Regions from separate parts of the Zea mays genome. Here regions 2 and 3 are each linked to region 1. Evidence: chromatin contacts called from public Hi-C data. All regions are on one chromosome and are shown on one strand. The core of a region is the stretch at or near the end of the contact, and the rest is flanking DNA. Distances in the headings are between cores, read along the strand shown. Region 1 holds the start of LOC103644232 (protein GLE1). Region 2 holds the start of LOC100277603. Region 3 holds the start of LOC103644237 (mitochondrial Rho GTPase 1).

Region 1 (2,886 bases), core at 261-2,760:
CCAGTTTTAAACTCTTACTAGTTCGTTTTGTACGACTCATTCGTGAGAGCCAGAGGTAAACGTTATTCAAATAAGCACCAATACGTGTGACTTTGTGGTTCTTTTTTAGTGAACATCACGTGACATGTTTTTTTATTTTCTTCTTTTCCCCCCTTCCCTTCTCCCCTCATCAACACTATAGCATAGTCACTAGCTCCATTTATCAGGGGCTCGGGGCACCTGCCTCCTTGCACTCTCGAACGAGCTTGGGCAAGTGATTGATGAGTGCCAAGTGATTGATGAGTGTTTTTTTGACATATGTGCAACATGAACTATAACTTGATTTAGTACGTACACTATCAGAATTCGGCTCTTTATCGAGTGCCAAGTGATTGATGAGTGTTTTTTTTTTGACATCAGCAAAGAAGTTTTTGCTTAGTGTAAAAAGCACACACTCGGGAACACTTCTTTGCCGAGTGTTTTTCGATACTCGGCTTCTTTGCTAAGTGCTTTTTTCTAACGTTAGGTATAGAGATTCTTTGCCGAGTGCACAAGAAAAATATTGGGTAAAAAAATCTTTTGCTGATAAAATATTTGCCGAGTGTAACATTCGGCAGACTTTGTCGAGTGTTAGGACGCTCGTCAAGAAGGCGAGTGCGACAATGATAATTGCAATATAATTTTTTTACTCAGTTTTAACATTGGTCGTTAGATAGGGCCCTAGACTCTGTATTTGTATGATTGTTTTATTTGGGTCTATAGTCTTCAATTTTAATGTTTAGGTATCTAAACTTTAGACCGTTCTTAGTGACTGATTTATTCTTATTAAATGGCATGCCAGATAAATAAATAGGATAATATGTCATGTAATTTAATAAAGAGAGATATGAGAAAGCTTTAAGGGATGAAACTTTATATAGCTAAATATTAATAAGGCAATCTTGGAAACATTACGATAAACTATATCTATTGAGAATGGTGAATGGTCTTAGGAGGTGTTTAATTGCACTAGAGCTAACTGTTAGCGGCTAAAATTAGTCGGAGACATCCAAACACTCTAGCTAATAGTTCAGCTATTAGTTATTCTTAATAAAATAGTTAATAGTTAGCTAGCTATTTATTAGTTAACTAATTTCACCAGTAACTTTTTAGTCAACTAACAATTAACTCTAGTGCATTCAAACACCTCATTAAAGATGTCGTCTAGATCCTTTTTCTTTGTCATGGACGCCAACATCGGCTCAAATGGACTATGATCTGACTCCATATGCAAAAAAAAAATACCTGTGCGAAAAGAAGTTGAAACAAGGATGCTTCGCCGTGAGAAGAATTATTCATTTTTTAGCAATAGTTTCTGAAAACCATGTCAAAAAGGCTTAAATTCAATTAGCTACTGCTTTTAGCAGGAACCGTCCAGTTTGCCAATTAGCTTGAAAATTCACACAAGAGGGTCGAGGCCCAGCCTCCCTTCCCATGGCTAGCCCAGCTATCCGCCGGCCCATTCGGCCATCCCCACACGCTCCTTCCTTCGGGCTCAAACGTCAAAAAACCTCAAGCCCCCCGCTTCTAGTTCTAGCGGCCAGCGGGCAAGCTCTCCCTCTCGCTCTCCCTCTGCGGTGCGGCACCGCCGATCCCCTCGCCGTCGATTCATATCACCCCTTTCGATTCAAGCGACGCCGCGGCCGCCGGCCATCGCATAGGTGACGCCACCGTCCCTGTCCCGCCGTCGCTACGAATTTGCTACACCTACACGTTTTCATTTGCTGGTTTCGCCGATGATCTGATCACGGCGCGCTACTTCGCCTACTTGCCTGCTTCAGCTTCAATCCATCGGGGGGTTCCTTTCAGTTAATAAGATCGATTTGAAAAGCGCACCCGGCAACCTGCTCCGCTCCTGCGCTGTTTAGGTTCCGGCCTGTGTCAAAGCGTGCATCTCACGCGAGGCGCACCAAGGCCGGAGCCCTGGCCACCTAGGGTCACCTCCCTGCGATCGGGCCGCGGCGACGGGGACGGCCGCGATGTAATCCCACTCTGCCGTCTCATCAGCTTGCCTTCTCCCTTCCGTTGGTGTTCGTTGTGACTGACGTGTTTCCTGTTCCCCCCTCTCGGTTTTGCCTCCCGCCGCAGGGGCTTCGAGCGTGTGGAGCTGCGTTGCCCCAGGGACCTGGACCCGCGCCCGAGCTGGACGCTCGGCGACGTGCTCGCCGAGCTCGACGCGCTAGACGCCACCCGCCGCGCTGCGCCGCCCACGCCCCTGAAGCAGCCGCCCCATTGGTAATCTCTCGCTTGTGTCTGGCTCTAGTGATTTGCCGTCCCATGAGGTTGAATTAGTTTTGTTTGGTCAATTTAGGGTTAACGGCGTCGGTACGAGGGAGAAGGCATTTGTGATGCGGGTTGATGGCTACGACGAAGACGACTTAGAAGATGAAGACGATGGTACAAGTGCTGGGAAGTCCCGGGCTCTCATGGCTAAAGGAGCAAGGTTCTCGTGTAACGATCTCCAATCAAGGTGAATTTTGATCTACAACTGGGTACATGTAATTGCTGTTTCCATAGAATTTGTGTCATGGTTTCTGGATTAACTACCTGTAGCGGGAGGGATAATTGTAAGTGTTGGTGCCTTTTGGGGGGCACCAATCACTCAACACGAACCGGCGGCGGTGCCCTCTGTAGAGGCGCGGACGGTCCGCGGCCAGGGGCCGGACGGTCCGCGACCTGGAACAGAGGCTTGGGTTCCCTGCCTGACGGCCGGACGGTCCGCGCCCTGGGGCCGGACGGTCCGCGCGTGCGCAGGGGGTGGCGAAGGTCGCCGGCGGCGCCTGGATCTCGCTTCCGGGAGGGACCCCGTCGGGGAGGAGAGATCCTAGGTGATGTCTAGGCTCGAGCAAACCGACCTAGACTGCTCTA
Region 2 (2,747 bases), core at 76-2,575, 170 kb before region 1:
AGCTGTGCGAAAGGGAGTTTCGGCTAAATCACAGAAAAGGGAACCGACTTAAAAGGGAAAATGTTGTTCAGTCCTCGTAGATTTTTCTATAAGTCAATAGCAAATGTAAAGGGCATAATTGTAATCTCTCATAGGCTGAGTCATGTGCCTATAAATAGATGAACAGTACCCCGTACTGTTCACGCTGATTGACTTTTGCTTTTACGCCACAATTGTACTTTTTGTCTTCTGTCAAGCCAAAGGTACTGTTGTTAATTCAATATTGTTTCTACCTTTTCATGGTAATATAATAAGAATGAATTAACAACGTTATATGATTGTTTATGTCATCTCTTATATTTCATATGCTTCTTCTTTTATTATTATACTCTGCTGTGATGAAGGTATGCCCTTCATAACCTTCGTCTGAAGATCATTATATCCTAAAGAGAAATAATGTTTCGAAGGACGAAGGGCATTAACATTTAATATCTTGTGTTGCCTTGTTCTTAATTAATAATATTTGAGTAAAGTCCCCAACAGTCTCCAATGGCTAGCTATTTCACTAGCTAGATTCACTCTCTTTCCTACGTGTATAGAAAATATGGGGAAAACGAGAATAGCTAGTGACGAGCAAATAGATAGAAGATTTCAAGTAATACAAGAAACTGAGTGTATTATGTGTGGGACCAATGACTAGTGGTGAGATAAATTACTATTTTTTTTTTCTCGTCTCTGCATAGGTAGCTATTTTATACAACTATTGTGGATGCCCTATAAGTTTATAAATATTTTTATAGACCGTGATTGGCCGTTGGATATTTAATGCACACCGGTGCGAGTACAACATTAAAAACGAAATCCATTGGGCACCATCGATCCAATCCGGCTGCTCCGTTGCTGTTTTTTTCTTTTACGTGCTGGACAAAAATGGTCGAGCTGCGATGAATTCCAGCGGCAGCGAGCCAGCGACGAACCGTCCGACGACAGCATACCCGACCGAGTGCATAGGCACGTACCCCGATACCCGTGCAGGCGTGCAGCGGTGCAAGGTCCACCAGCAAATCCGCGGCGCAGGCTCGCCTCCCGCGAACTGCCACGCGGCGGTCTGCGACCCGCCACGTGCGAAGCGCAAGCGCTCCATCTGTCGCCGGTCCCGAACCTCCCCCAACGGCGCCCGCCGCTCCCAGCACCGACATCGCCGCAGCTGGATTACGTCCGCTCCCGCTGGCTCCTGGGTCCAGGGGGTTGGACCCGAGTACCCGACACCTTCTAGGTCCACGCGTCATTGGCCCATACCCATGTGGGCGTGGATTTGGACCGCGGTGGACGACGGCTGGACGCCTTTTCCACCGAAAACCAGCCCGGCCGCCCGGCGGCGAGGAGGAATCCCCATTCCCCCCCTCCTCACGCACGCTCCTCGCCATCTTTAGCCTGGACCCCACCTCCCGTGCCCCGGCCATTAAAGCGGGGGACGCCGACCCGGGCTCTCCCTGCCTCCTCGTCCCGTCCCTCCCAGCGCCCCGTTCCATTCGACCGCCGACCAGATCCACCCCCAACACGTCCAGCCATGCCGGCGCCGCCGCATCCAACGCCGCTGCTGCCACCGGCGGGGGAGCCGTTCCGCGTGTTCGTGGGGTACGACCCGCGGGAGCACGAGGCGTACGAGGTGTGCCGCCGCAGCCTGCTCCGGCGCTCATCGATCCCGCTTGACGTGCGCCCGATCCGGCAGGCGGAGCTGCGCGCCGCGGGGCTGTACACCCGGGCGCGCGGCCCCACGGAGAGCACCGAGTTCTCCTTCACGCGCTTCCTCACCCCGTACCTGGCGGGGTACCGCGGCTGGGCGCTCTTCGTCGACTGCGACTTCCTCTACCTGGCGGACCTGGCCGACCTCCTCGCCGCCGCGGCCGCCGCCGACCGCGCGGCCGGCGCCGGCCGCATTGCCGTCGCCTGCGTGAAGCACGAGTACCAGCCCGCCGAGGCCACCAAGATGGACGGCGCCATCCAGACGGTGTACCCGCGCAAGAACTGGTCCTCCATGGTGCTCTACAACTGCGGCCACCCCAAGAACGTGGCCGCGCTCACTCCGGAGGCCGTCAGCACCCAGACGGGTGCCTTCCTCCACCGCTTCGCCTGGCTCGACGACGACGAGATCGGGGAGGTGCCCTTCGCCTGGAACTTCCTCGTGGGCCACAACCGGGTCGACCCGGCCGACCCGGCCACGCGCCCCAGGGCCATCCACTACACCTCCGGCGGGCCGTGGTTCGAGCGCTACAGGGACTGCGAGTTCGCCGACCTCTGGCTCAAGGAGGCCGAGGAGCTGAGGGCCGACAAGGACAAGGAAAACGACAAGCTCAAGCTCCTCAAGGACATGGACGACGCCAACGGCAAGCAGGAGGTGGAGGAAGAGACGGCGCAGGAGAAGGAGAAGGAGAAGGGCAAGTGATGGTGGTATTCATCCATGGATCGGTGGTGCTGCATTGTGTGGAAGTGGATTGGTTCGTTTCTGTGCTTTGCTGCTATAGAGATTTCATTCTTTCATCTGTCTTCAACACCAATGTAGCGTTCCATTCCATCGATCTGTTACTGCTGATGTCTGGGAGATTAGGATGATTGGTAGGCCTGTATGGAGTAAGAAGGAATAATTTGTAGCTGCAATCGGATCATCATCCTTTAATAAGGAATGCCAACCCTATGTGCTTCAGCATTGCGCCGGTGAGGATGAGTGAGTGAGTGTGAGGCTTCTCACCACGCCGTGCAGAGAACGC
Region 3 (2,907 bases), core at 131-2,630, 240 kb before region 1:
TTTAGCGGTGTCCCATCCTAACCCGGTTTATCTCGATAATCTTTTCCAGTTTGTGTACTCAATCCTCATATTGTCCCATTTGTTCTTGAACTGCATTTTGGTATAGGACAACCTGGTATTTTCTTTGAATTTGTCCATCACATTTTTGTACCCTATTTTATTCAAGTGGGTGCCATAACGATTATGCGCCTTCGCTTGTTCGGCGAACAATTCATATACTAGGGCTGTGTTCTCTTCATTCTGATCAGCACTATCACCCATAATGCTATAAAAAAATTAAACCTCAAACAAATATGCATGCTGTAAAAAAAATTAAAACCTAAAACAAATATGTACAGCTGTTGTGATGCATATGCATTCATGGATGACGAGTGAGCATTGGGTTCTCTACTCGCACGTACGCTACTATTGTTACAGACATATGAACAAACCACCTCTTGTGCATGGTGCTAGTGCATGAGCCTGTTCTGTTTGCTTCCATCGCAACTGCAGTAACATAGCAATAATGTAGCAAAAATTAACAGAACTGTCTATCCAAATATAGTGACAGATTGCACTTGGTAGGAAGCTAGCTTGGAGACTGGCGGAGGGAATTGCAGTACATAGACGAAGACACACCACTGGCGGGTGTTGAGGATGGCGCCGACACTGGCTGACTCCCTGAGGTTGATGGCTAGAGGGCGAAAAAGTGGCTGGAGGGCGGCACGGTGGCTGGAGGGCGGCAGATTTGCTGGAGAACGACAGAACCCTAGCCGCCGCTACCTGTAGGCAAGGGGTCGTGAAACAGAGGCCGGACGCCGTGGGGGTACGAGAGGGGATCGTGATGATTTTTTTCAATGGCATTTACGAGTAATTTTGGTCAATCTTTAAGGGAAGGTCTATATTTGGTTGGTTGAGGAGCTGTTTTAAGAGACGATGAAGCATGTTTTTTTATCCCACTTTTCTTTCACAAAAACGACTTCCAATCTTTCTGCTACATGAGAATCAGTAAAAAAATTTCCGTTTAGCACAGCTTCTCTGAATCCTCACTTAGAATCAGAGTTAGAGTTGGGTCTGTTTGGTTGGGCTGTGGATGTGAAAAAAGGTGCTGTGGGCTGTGAGCTATGAAAAAAACTGTTGTGGCCTGTGAACTGTTAAAAAACTAAAAATCATTTGGTAGAAACCACTAAAAGCCGTTAAAAGTTCTTCGATATATTTTTTAACATTTCTATTCGAAAGGCACTAAAAGCAAGTCCAGTGATGTTTTCAGTTTTGCACTGCGAGAAAGTCAGCATTTAGAAAGCTGCTTTATGAATCCAGTCCTTTAGTTTGACTTTTGATTTTTACGAGGCAAAACCAAAGCCAAACCAAACACACCTCGTGTCTCTTTATCTTCCTCAAAATTATTGTGAGTCATTTTTTTAAAAAATCCTTATGAAACGAGTTGTCCCGATCAAGCCAATATCACACCCAAATCCCGCAAAACCCTAAGCCAAGCAGGGAGGGAGAAGACGCGAGGAGAGAGAGAGAGAGAGGAGGTGCGCGGCATGGCGGGTGCGACGTCCCTGGCGGCGGCCGCTAATCTGGCGGGCAAGTCGAGCGTGCGGGTCGTCGTGATCGGCGACCCCGGCACCGGCAAGTCCAGCCTCATCGTCGCCCTCGCCACCGAGCAGTTCCCCGAGAACGTACCACGCGTCATGCCCCCCACCCGCCTCCCCGCCGACTACTTCCCCGATCGCGTCCCCATCACTATCATCGACACGTCGTCCAGGTATTCCGACCGCGTCCCCCTCCTACCGCGCATCTCGGATTCGTTAGATCTTGACGGGATGGATGAATACCTGGGGTTGAGTTGATTTTGCGCGTCCCTTTGATTGCAGCCCGGAGCAGAAGCCGAAGTTGATCGCCGAGTGCCAGGCAGCCGATGCGGTCGTGCTCACCTACGCCTGCGACCGGCCCGCCACACTGGAGCGGCTCAGTTCGTTCTGGCTTCCCGAGCTCCGGCGACTTCAGGTAATGCCGCGATTCGATGCAGTGTGGCGTAGGTCTAGATCGCTTGCGTTTGAGTGTCTCTAGGGTTGGCCCATTGTGATTTCTCTTGTCTGGTTTATGTGATACAGTTGAAGGCTCCAGTTATCGTGGTGGGGTGCAAGCTGGACCTGAGGGACGAACAGCAGGTTAGCCTTGAACAGGTTATGGCGCCCATCATGCAGTCCTTCCGCGAGATTGAGACATGCATTGAGTGCTCCGCTCTTCGGCAGATCCAGGTCCCCCCTCTTATACTTGATTGGCTATTTGTACCCCCTAAATGTCTCATACTTACCTTTGTGTTATCTGAACATTTGTCAGACACATTAGAATAAGGCTTGCTTGTAGTGCTCCAAACATGGATAGTGTGTGACTAGTGTATTAAAATTCCCGGCATCTGGAATTCTGATTGAACTATTGGCGCTGACTTATTTTTTTGGCAGGTGCCTGAGGTCTTCTATTATGCCCAGAAGGCAGTACTTCACCCAACTGCTCCGCTCTTCGATCAAGAGTTACAAGCTCTGAAGCCTCGATGTGTGAGAGCGTTGAAGCGGATATTTATTATATGTGATAATGACAAGGATGGTGCTCTCAGTGATGTGGAGCTCAATGAATTCCAGGTTTGTGTTCATGAAGGCTACCATGCTTTCCATCTAGCAGTATACAACATAACTACTTAATAATATACTCTATTGTTTCTAGTGATGTGAGGTTCTTCTTGCTGCTTTACAGGTCCGATGCTTTAATGCTCCACTCCAGCCTACTGAAATTTCAGGAGTTAAGAGAGTTGTTCAGGAGAAGATGCCTGAAGGCGTAAATGAAAGCGGCCTTACCTTGACTGGGTTCCTTTTTCTGCATGCCCTCTTTATTGAAAAAGGTCGTTTGGAAACTACTTGGACT

Evidence for each region. A called contact is a pair of places that touch in the nucleus more often than the background predicts.
Region 2: a Hi-C map of leaf shows a contact between it and region 1, with 5 times the contacts expected there. The contact joins the promoter of LOC100277603 here to the promoter of LOC103644232 in region 1. A contact is called at or near these places in 4 of 25 Hi-C or Micro-C datasets (ear, endosperm and leaf).
Region 3: a Hi-C map of ear shows a contact between it and region 1, with 2.3 times the contacts expected there. The contact joins the promoter of LOC103644237 here to the promoter of LOC103644232 in region 1. A contact is called at or near these places in 3 of 25 Hi-C or Micro-C datasets (bundle sheath, ear and leaf).

What each region holds. Positions count from the first base shown.
Region 1 is chr1:298,560,473-298,563,358 of Zm-B73-REFERENCE-NAM-5.0, reverse strand. It overlaps LOC103644232 (protein GLE1), which reads left to right and starts at 1,510. Exons shown (of 15, transcript XM_035964423.1): 1 at 1,510-1,999; 2 at 2,107-2,253; 3 at 2,330-2,488. The coding sequence starts at 1,998.
Region 2 is chr1:298,732,290-298,735,036 of Zm-B73-REFERENCE-NAM-5.0, reverse strand. It overlaps LOC100277603, which reads left to right and starts at 1,325. Exons shown (of 1, transcript NM_001151116.2): 1 at 1,325-2,663. The coding sequence starts at 1,550. The coding sequence ends at 2,425.
Region 3 is chr1:298,804,180-298,807,086 of Zm-B73-REFERENCE-NAM-5.0, reverse strand. LOC103644237 (mitochondrial Rho GTPase 1) reads left to right here and starts at 1,380. Exons shown (of 14, transcript XM_008667436.3): 1 at 1,380-1,750; 2 at 1,860-1,992; 3 at 2,100-2,246; 4 at 2,451-2,627; 5 at 2,740-2,907. The coding sequence starts at 1,527. LOC103644236 (a long non-coding RNA gene) reads right to left here and starts at 1,276. Exons shown (of 3, transcript XR_561549.4): 1 at 619-1,276; 2 at 1-486.